2 separate regions of the Sus scrofa genome follow, and region 2 is linked to region 1. The links are chromatin contacts, called in public HiChIP or PLAC-seq maps. All regions are on one chromosome and are shown on one strand. Each heading gives the region's core, a stretch centred on a gene start, on an enhancer-like site or on the middle of the called end of the contact. The rest is flanking DNA. Distances are from core to core; before and after follow the strand shown. Region 1 holds the start of ZNF740 (zinc finger protein 740). Region 2 holds the start of MAP3K12 (mitogen-activated protein kinase kinase kinase 12).

Region 1 (4,267 bases), core at 632-3,131:
GGATTTGGACTGAATCCCCGGCCTTGCTCAGTGGGTCAGAGATCCAGCACTGCTGTGAGCTGTAGTGTAGGTGGGCAGATGGGGCTCGGATCTGGGATCTGGTGTTGCTGTGGCTGAGGTATAGGCCAGCAGCTATAGCTCCGATTTGACCCCTAGCCTGGGAACTTCCATATATGCATCAGGTGCAGCCCTAAAAAGCAAAAAAAAAAAAAAAAGCAACAACAAATGCTCAACTTCACTATTAATGACATGCAAATTAAAACAATAAAATTACTGTTTATTACTCAATGAATTTATTACATTTATAGTTGTACAATGATCATCACAATCCAATTTAAATTACTATTTTTCACCTATCAAATTGGCAATGTTCAAGTTCCCATCATGGCTCAGTGGTTAAGGAATCTGACTAGAATCCATGAGGTTGCGGGTTCGATCCCTGGCCTCCATCAGTGGCTTAAGGACCCGACATTCCCCTGAGCTGTGGTGTAGGTCGAAGACGAGGCTTGGATCCCGAGTTGCTTTGGCTCTGGTCAGCAGCTGTAGCTCCGATTAGACCCCTAGCCCGGGAACCTTCACATGCAGCGGGTGCAGCCCTAGAAAAGAACAAAAAAAAAAAAAAAAAAAAAAAATTGGCAGTGTATTAAAAAATTCATAGCTTGCAGTATCACCAAGGTTGTAGGAAATGGGGACATTCACAAGTGGCTCTGAATGTTACAAACTTTTGAAATTCAATTTCACAGACTCTATTAAAATTTAAAATGCACCTATCCCATCTACATGTCTATCTATAAATACAAAAGGATAATTATATAAGGATGTTCATTATGGCATTGTTCATTAAAAAACTGGAACTATGCTAAATGTTCATTAGGGTGGGTCTAGACAAATGTGAGTGCTATGCAACAATTTTTAAAATGTGAAATGACTTAGAAGATGTCTAAAATACACTTGTGAGGTGCACTGTAGGTGCTCAAAAATATGTTCTGCATGAAAAAAAAGGTTTTTGGAACTCACAAAAAAGCCTGTAGGTATACACACCAAACTGATAAAAGTGACTACCTTCAGGAGCATGGAATAGTAGATGAGGGAACTAAACATTTTCTGCCTCTTATTCTTTTGTGTTATGTGGATTTATTAAAATAAGCATGAGCTAAACTTTTAATTATTTATTCCTGGTGATCTCCTGTTAGTTTTGACTGTTCTATGACAATCTTAAGAGCACAAAGATTTGCTGACAATTGCTCCAAAAATGGGAGTGTTCAGGGAAATAAAATCTGTATACCAAAAGTGGCTGAGAATTCTTGTCTTCTTTCATAATTTTTTTTTCTTTTGGTATCTCCTTTAATTCTCCTAAACTCACAACCTTACAGCACTACAGAAGCTGGGACCTAAACGGAATTAACATTTCCTTCCATCAAGTGCACTAATGCATTATCCATCTTTGGCAGAATCCCTTCCTAATAGCTAAAGTTGGAAACAGAATTTTTTGTCTTTTTAGGGCTGCACTTGCAGCATATGGAGGTTCGCAGGCTAGGGGTCCAATCCGAGCTGTAGCCACTGGCCTACACCACAGCCACGCCAGATCCGAGCCGCATCTGGGACCTACAGACCTACACCACAGCTCAAAGCAACACCGGATCCTCAGCCTGCAGAGCAAGGCCAGGGATCGAACCCGCAACCTCCTGGTTCCTAGTCAGTTTGTTTCTGCTGTGCCACGACGGGAACTCCCGCAAACAGAATTTAAAGAAAGGCTCAAGAAGAGTTCCAGTTGTGGCTCAGCAATAACGAACCCTACTAGTGTCCATGAGGATGTGGGTTTGATTCCTGGCCTCCCTGAGTAGGTTCCCTACTGTGGCTGTGGCTTAGGCTGGCAGCTATGACTCTGATTAGACCCCTTGCCTGGGAACTTCCATGTACCGCAGGTGCAGCCCTAAAAAACAAAAAAGAAAGGCTCAGGTTCCCATGCTCCTAACGTAGCTGGGCCCAAGGGCCACCCTGCATCGCCAAGTCTCCAACAAAGACTACAGTCTACTTCCTACTGAGGGGTAGTTCTATGGCTTTTTCCAGGCAAGAAGGCCAATGTTAGAGGCTGGACCGTTTGGAATAAAGGTGGAAGCGGTATAAAGAAACCAGATTGACTTCGGGCGCTCGGATCATACTAGGGCATCCCTTCTCAGATTGGGGTTGAGAGTACTCAACAAAAACGTGCAAAAAAAGTTAACTCCCCTCTCTGCTGACGAGGCGGCCCTCAGAATATGCAGACCTGGGCCTGATGGAAGGCTCAGGGAAAGATGACCTGGACCAAGTTACGCGAAAAGACCTGGCACGAACTATTCTGGCTCTATTTGTGGTTCCAGGCTTAGACGCGATAGGGAGAATAACTGCGAGGAAGGGAGAGTGATGACGCTTCTTCCAGAAGTCTTAACCAGCTCATCCAGCAACACCCCTCAGGGAACACTCAGCGAACCAACATTTCACGGCCCTCGCGCCTGCCCTCAATCAAGATGGCCGCCGCGGCGCGCCCACACAACGGCGCACGCGCCGTACCTCTGCTCCGCCTTCTTCCCGTCCTTCTGAGCGCCGGTACCGCCCACTCACCAGCTGCACTCCCTCCGTGCGCCCTCAGCTTCACCCCCTTTTCTGGGTGCCCCCGCCCGTCCAGACTCCCGAGGCGGAAGTGGATAGTGCTGCTCAGCGGAGAGGCCGAGGGGGGGAGGGGGAAGTGCTTCCGGGGAAACGGGCCCCGGGTTGGTGTTTGTAAACTTGCCTCGGTCCCGGCGGGGACAGCGGTGGCCACGGGGTTGGCACGGCGTGCTGGGGCCTGGAGGAGGCGCCGCGCGGCTGGGGAGACAGTGGAAGGCCGCGCCTGGCAGGTAAGAGCACGCCCCGGGGAGCGCAACGTCGTCCGGGTAGACGGCAGCGCTTCAGCAGCTCGCAGGCCGTGGGGCGCCGCGCGGGAAGGGGGAGGGGAAGGGAGGAGGGGCGCGTGGCGAAGGGAGGGGGCTCACGGGGAGAGCTAGGACCGCGCGCGCTCCGCGGTCCGGCCGCGTCCCCGGTCGGGCAGTGGGGGCTTGCTCGGAAGGGACGCGGGCGCGAGCACGCACCTTGCGCGCTCCTCGGCTGTCTTCTTCGGGTGCGTGCGGCGGGCGCAGCGGCTGGCTGGCTGGCTGGCTGGCTGGCGGGAGGGAGGGAGGGAAGGTGGGTGGGAACGCTCAGCGCTGGGCTTCGCCTCCTTGCTTTCCACCTCCGCAGCGAGTTTACGTACCTTGGGGGGGGACTCGGAGAACACGCACGTGTGGGCCTGCCCTGGCGCGAACTGCCGTTCCGGTTTCTGCCTGCTTGCCAAGGGCCCAGCCATAGGCCTTGAGCTTTTCTCTACCCTACTTCTGATCGCCTTAATAGAGTGCGAGCTTCGCGGGCCGGCCCACTGGACACAAAAGCCCCAAAGGGCCGCCGCCCCCTTCTTCCCGTCCAAAAATGACAAATCCAAGCAGTTGGCCGGGTGCAGTTCCTTCACCAGAGGCCCCAGTTACATTTGCTCCTGTTGGCTATCCGGAGACCAGTTTCTTATGACCCAGAAAGAAAAACTGCTTGACTGATGTCTTCCTTTTTTTGAGTTGCACAAAGAGCGCCTGGCAAAAGTTCAGCCCACGACTGGTGGTATGGGCCCGTGGATGTTGCACCTAACAGCCCTATCTCCCTTTTCGGTTTTAGGTTTGTGAAACAGATGTGAATTTCATCCAGGGAATTCAGCTGGAAAACCAAGACTGGCAGACTCTTTTTCTTCAGACAATAGGCAGGAACCAGGCAGAGACCAGGGATTCTTGGAACATCTATCTTCCCTTTGGAGGACACTAAATTCTATGTGAAGACAAAGGCAGTTCAATATGGCAGCAGGACTGAAGGGACACGAAGGAGTTGTTACAGGGATTTGGTGACAGTTCTTCAAACAACAGTGTCTTAAAGAAAGGTGGATCAAGAAGCTCCTGAACTTTTGTGTTGCATTAAGTGAGAAATCAGCATGGCTCAGGTAAAAAGCTCTAGAGTCCTCCTCCTTCAAGATCTCTGGGAAGCGTGTTTGCAGTTTCACTCTTGAATGCTGCCTTAGTCAACATATTGACCAACACAGTGAGCCAAGCTCTGTATTAAGCACCAGGGGGAGATCTAGAGGAAGGAAAGGAGACAGGCCACAGCCCCTGCCTTCAGGGAGCTTCCAGTCAAATGAAGGAGGTAGGCTATACTGCATCACAGGCCCTGATGGGAC
Region 2 (4,267 bases), core at 1,123-3,622, 310 kb after region 1:
GTATTGTTATAAGCAGTACTGAGATAATCCCCAAATAAGTTCCTGGCCTGGTACCTGGCACACAAGGAGGGAGCTCCCTATAAACATTAGCAAGTGGAAAGCGCCTAACAACCGGTAGTAGGTTTTTATAAACCTGTGTCCCTCCCTTCTTTCCTCTCCACAAAGCGAGGCAGCCTCCTTGGCTTACACCAAGCAAGAGGCAGCTGGGATGGTACAGGTGGAAAGGGAGTTGGACAAACACACGGGATTAAAAAGGAGAGTGAAGAAGGAACCAAGAAAAGAGCTCTTTATCCTAGAGGAGCCTTAGTCCTCTCGAGAATAGCACCCCTGCCTTCTCATCGCCTTCCCCCAACACGCAGATGCCCATAGTTCTTCTGGGAGCAAAGGAAGCAGAAAGACCCGTGTCTGTGGCCACCGCCTGGTGAAGCTCCCATGTCCCCTGCTGGTGTCATCTCCACAGTATCTTCCTTCTGCCCCAATAAGGACTCCTGGCAGGGTTGATTCCCTAGTTCCTTCTTTCTCCCAGCCCAGCAGGGTGAGGTGGGACTACACGTAACAAGCCACTGGGCAAGTCCAGAGCGGTGGGTACTAGAATTTAGGGTCCTCTTCCTGGCAAAGCCAGGCTAGCACATCATCACCTCTAGGGGAAGGACTGGGAAACAGCAAAAGGTTTTTAGAGGGTTTCTGCCATCCTCAGCTGTAAGGACACCCAGGAAGTCCTGAGCCACTTCCTGCTTAAACTTCTTGCCTCCCCTGCCCATAACTGGGTTGAATTAGGGGTGGATGTTACGCATTTTCACTTGTGCTGGTGTTGGTTTTCCCAGCATCACCTGGGTCCCCGCGGTGAATGGATGGGTGGCAGCCTGGAGCAGGCAGAAGTTTTTTCCCATCCTTAAGTATTAGATAGGGGAGAGCAGGCCCTAAAGCTGAGAGGAACTTCAGCATGTGGACAGGAAGAGCCAGGGTGCACTCAGGCCCTTCCTGACTGCCCCCGACTCCCCTTCCCTTGGGGTGACCCTCTGGCTGAAAAAATGAGAGCTCCCAGAGCCATGGAATCCATCCTCTGAGTTGGAAGGAAAATGGTATTTAGAGAGACCCACAGGGTGTAATGGGAGAGAACCCTGGTGGGAGAGAGACCCTGGGTGCGCCTCCACCTGGCTGAGGACCCCTGACCCCTGCTCCTTCCAGAAGGGAGCAGGTAATGGAGCTCAAAGATGGGACTCTTCCCTCAATTCTAAGGGACTCCCCATTATTTCCTTCCACTGTCTGTAGAGCCTCTGGCCCTTTCTTTTCCCTCCCCTCAGCCAAGGCCATGGTTCCCAGGAGTTTTAACTCTGTGCAAAGGATTCTTGCTTATTTTTAAACCAAGGAGTTTGATCAGAGTGTAGGGAAAAGGGAGGAGGCTCGTGAAAGGGCTGGTCCAGGGACATGGGTTAGGGGAGGCAGAAAAACCACATAAGAATGGGGGAGGGGAGGATGACCATCACCTGGGCATCCAGGAACAGGTGCTCACTGCCTATAATCCTCAGGTGCAGCCTGCTAAGTGTGGGGGGCAGGGAGTTGGATGGGGGGCACATGAGGCCTTGTCCATCCTTCCCTTTCCTGAGGGGCCCAAACTCTTCCTCCTTCTCTCCCCCCCCCTTCTTGAGGTTGAGTGGGAGGAGAGGAGGACGCTCTCTTTCCCCCTGTCCTTTAAGTCTGTTCCCCAATCATCCCCCCACCCCCACCCATACACTCCTTTTCAGCTCTGGAGGCCCTTAGCCTCCAAGCTGGGCCGCGGCATCCCTCTGCTTGGTTCCCCTCCTTCCCATCCCCACAGGCGTCGGGTCCAGGTCCCCAGTTCCTCCATCCTCACAGTCTCAGCATCCCTGCGCCACCCTCCCCACACCCCGCCACATCTGCATCCCGACCCTCCCTCGGCACCCAGGTCCCGGGTCTCGGACCTATCCCTACCCCCAACCCTCCACAACTCGGCCCGGCTCTCACCTCGGGGGCTCCGCGGCCGCAGCACAAAAGGCGGCGCTGCTGCAGCTCGGCTCCGGATGCTGCTCCCGCCTCCTCCTCCTTTTCCTCCTCCTTCCCTCCTCCCCCCGCTGCCCTCAACCGGACCAGGGGCGCTGTCACAGGCGATGCTCGTGCGGTGTCCGGGAGCGCGGGATGTCAGCTTCAGCTTTCTTCCCCCACCCCCCGACCCCAAGCCCTGTCCTCACTCGGCTTGAACTCCTGCTCCTTCCAAGGCCCCCGCCCCCGGCCCCCCGGGACGGACACGCCCTGAGCGGGGGATGCTGCGCTGGAGCCGCCGGCCTCTTAAAGGAGCCCGCTGCTGCCATCCGGCGCGCTCCAGGCTCGTCTCTGGCCGGTCTGGGCCCCGCACCTTCCTGCTGGCGGTGACCTGGGGCGGTCCCACCTCCGGCCTTTAACCGATTCCGTAGGCGCCCCCTATGAGCGATCTTCTAAGCTCCCTGCTATACCCTGAGACAAGAGCCCCTCAGATGGGACTACCCCAGCGCTCTAGCATCGCTCCCCCCGTCATGTTGATCTTGACAGCCTTCTTTCCCCTGTCACCACTCCAGTTTCACCCACCTGGGATCCATTCAGCTCAATCCCCGTTCCCTGCTAGTGTTCCTGGATAACCCCTCATTATTACTCCAAGATTTCTCTGGACCATCATCCCCGCACCGAGCAAGTCCGTCGGTGCGGGGACTTGCTTTTCCCTGACCCATTCTCAGAACACTCATTAGATTCAGACATTTTTTCGTGATCTCTTTCTCCAAGGTCACAAGATTCTCCCTACAATCTTTCAGGCCAGTGGCTGTGAGACTTCGGCGAGGAGGGAATGAAGCTCGGGACCTCAACATCCGCCTTCTGCTCTGCACACACATTAGTCAATTAGTCTTAACAGGCCAGAATCCTCTCTTGCTCTCTCTTTAGCTGAGAGACACAAGACGCAAGGCAGAGGGAATGAGATCACCATGTGCCTTAGTCCTTCTAATCCTGTCGTCCCATTATAGCCTGATTCTCAGGCTCCATAGGGGGGTCTCCTGGTGTAGGGGAACCAGCTACAGAAAAGTTCACTAGAGCCATTCTAAAGAGGCTTTAGAAAAGAAGCGGAAACCGACCGGCTGCAGGGCAAAATTAAGGGTAAGGGAAGTGAAGGACAACCTAGGAAAAAGTAGTCGTTTCTGTGAGACGAAGGCCCGAGAGCCAGGGTTTAGGTCAGAGGCTGAGTGGAAACTGAGACAGAGATGAACTTGGACTTAAAACTGACTGGCCTGGCGCTCTGAGGGGCAGAGAATAGTCCCCTCCCGCGTGCAGGCAGGACCCACCCTCCCAGACCGCAAACAGCCAGGAACCGACAGCAGCATCACCCCTGGGCCAATCACAACCTTTTCTCAAGAAAGAGGCGGAGTCAAAGGGGCTGAGCCTTCTCTTGTCCCCGCCTCTCTAGGTGAAATAACCAATTGCAATCCACCTAGAGCAAGTAGGTCCATTCGGGAATAACCAATTGTGCTGCAAAGCTTTTCGTGAATATTTGACCCTGCCCCTCTAGTTGCGACAAAGATGACGCGCGCGAGCTCCTGGGTTCTGTAGTTTTCTTGGGATCCGGAGGCCTTCTAGCTCGAGTTCGCCCTTACGGCGCCGTCCCCCAGCCGCTGCCAATCGGCTAGTACGCACGCCCAGAGCCCCAGCCCTGGGGAGAGGCTACGCGGAGGGAAGGAGGCGGGGCGATAATAAAAACAAGCAAACGAACCAACCCCCAAACCAAAAACACATCCTCGGCTTGGGAAGCAATAGTGGAGGGGTCCGCTCCTCCCAGAAGGCGGTGCTGCCAGCCTGGGCGGACCACGCGGAGAGTTGTGGGGCGGATAGCTGTCCTCCTGATGAAGACTCATAGAGTCGGGTGGGAGGGGGACTGCATATCCCAGCATGCCCCGCGGTGGGCCCGACCGGCCGCGACTCGGGGCTTGGCCCCGGCCCTAGCTCGTCGGCGGTGTGTTGGGGCGCGTGGAGGCTACAGTCACGGTGGCGCCCGCGGGGACGGAGGAGGGAATGAGTGAAGAGGAGCAGGGCTCCGGCACTACCACGGGCTGCGGGCTGCCCAGGTGAGCCGCCTGGTACCAAAGCCCGTAGGGCGCGGAACGTGGCGTGGTGCGGAGGGAGTAGCGGCGCGGGCCCCAGCATGCACCTGGTCTGCGGGTTGTTCCCGGCAAGCACTGGGGTAGTGGACCGTGGTTCCCGGCATGCACCCCGGCAGTGGCCACTGCCT

The links. HiChIP or PLAC-seq counts read pairs in DNA pulled down with a chosen protein or histone mark.
Region 2: an H3K27ac HiChIP or PLAC-seq map of alveolar macrophages shows a contact between it and region 1. The contact joins the promoter of MAP3K12 here to the promoter of ZNF740 in region 1. A contact is called at or near these places in 1 of 5 promoter capture datasets (liver) and 1 of 2 datasets of contacts at active chromatin or transcription factors (alveolar macrophages).

What each region holds. Positions count from the first base shown.
Region 1 is chr5:18,406,803-18,411,069 of Sscrofa11.1, forward strand. It overlaps ZNF740 (zinc finger protein 740), which reads left to right and starts at 1,882. Exons shown (of 7, transcript XM_021091710.1): 1 at 1,882-2,876; 2 at 3,718-4,233. The coding sequence starts at 4,225. It overlaps CSAD (cysteine sulfinic acid decarboxylase), which reads right to left and starts at 3,644. Exons shown (of 17, transcript XM_021091702.1): 1 at 3,269-3,644; 2 at 3,108-3,178; 3 at 2,771-2,844. The coding sequence starts at 3,361.
Region 2 is chr5:18,714,837-18,719,103 of Sscrofa11.1, forward strand. It overlaps MAP3K12 (mitogen-activated protein kinase kinase kinase 12), which reads right to left and starts at 2,373. Exons shown (of 14, transcript XM_003126192.6): 1 at 1,987-2,373. It overlaps TARBP2 (RISC-loading complex subunit TARBP2), which reads left to right and starts at 3,752. Exons shown (of 9, transcript XM_003126194.6): 1 at 3,752-4,103. The coding sequence starts at 4,051.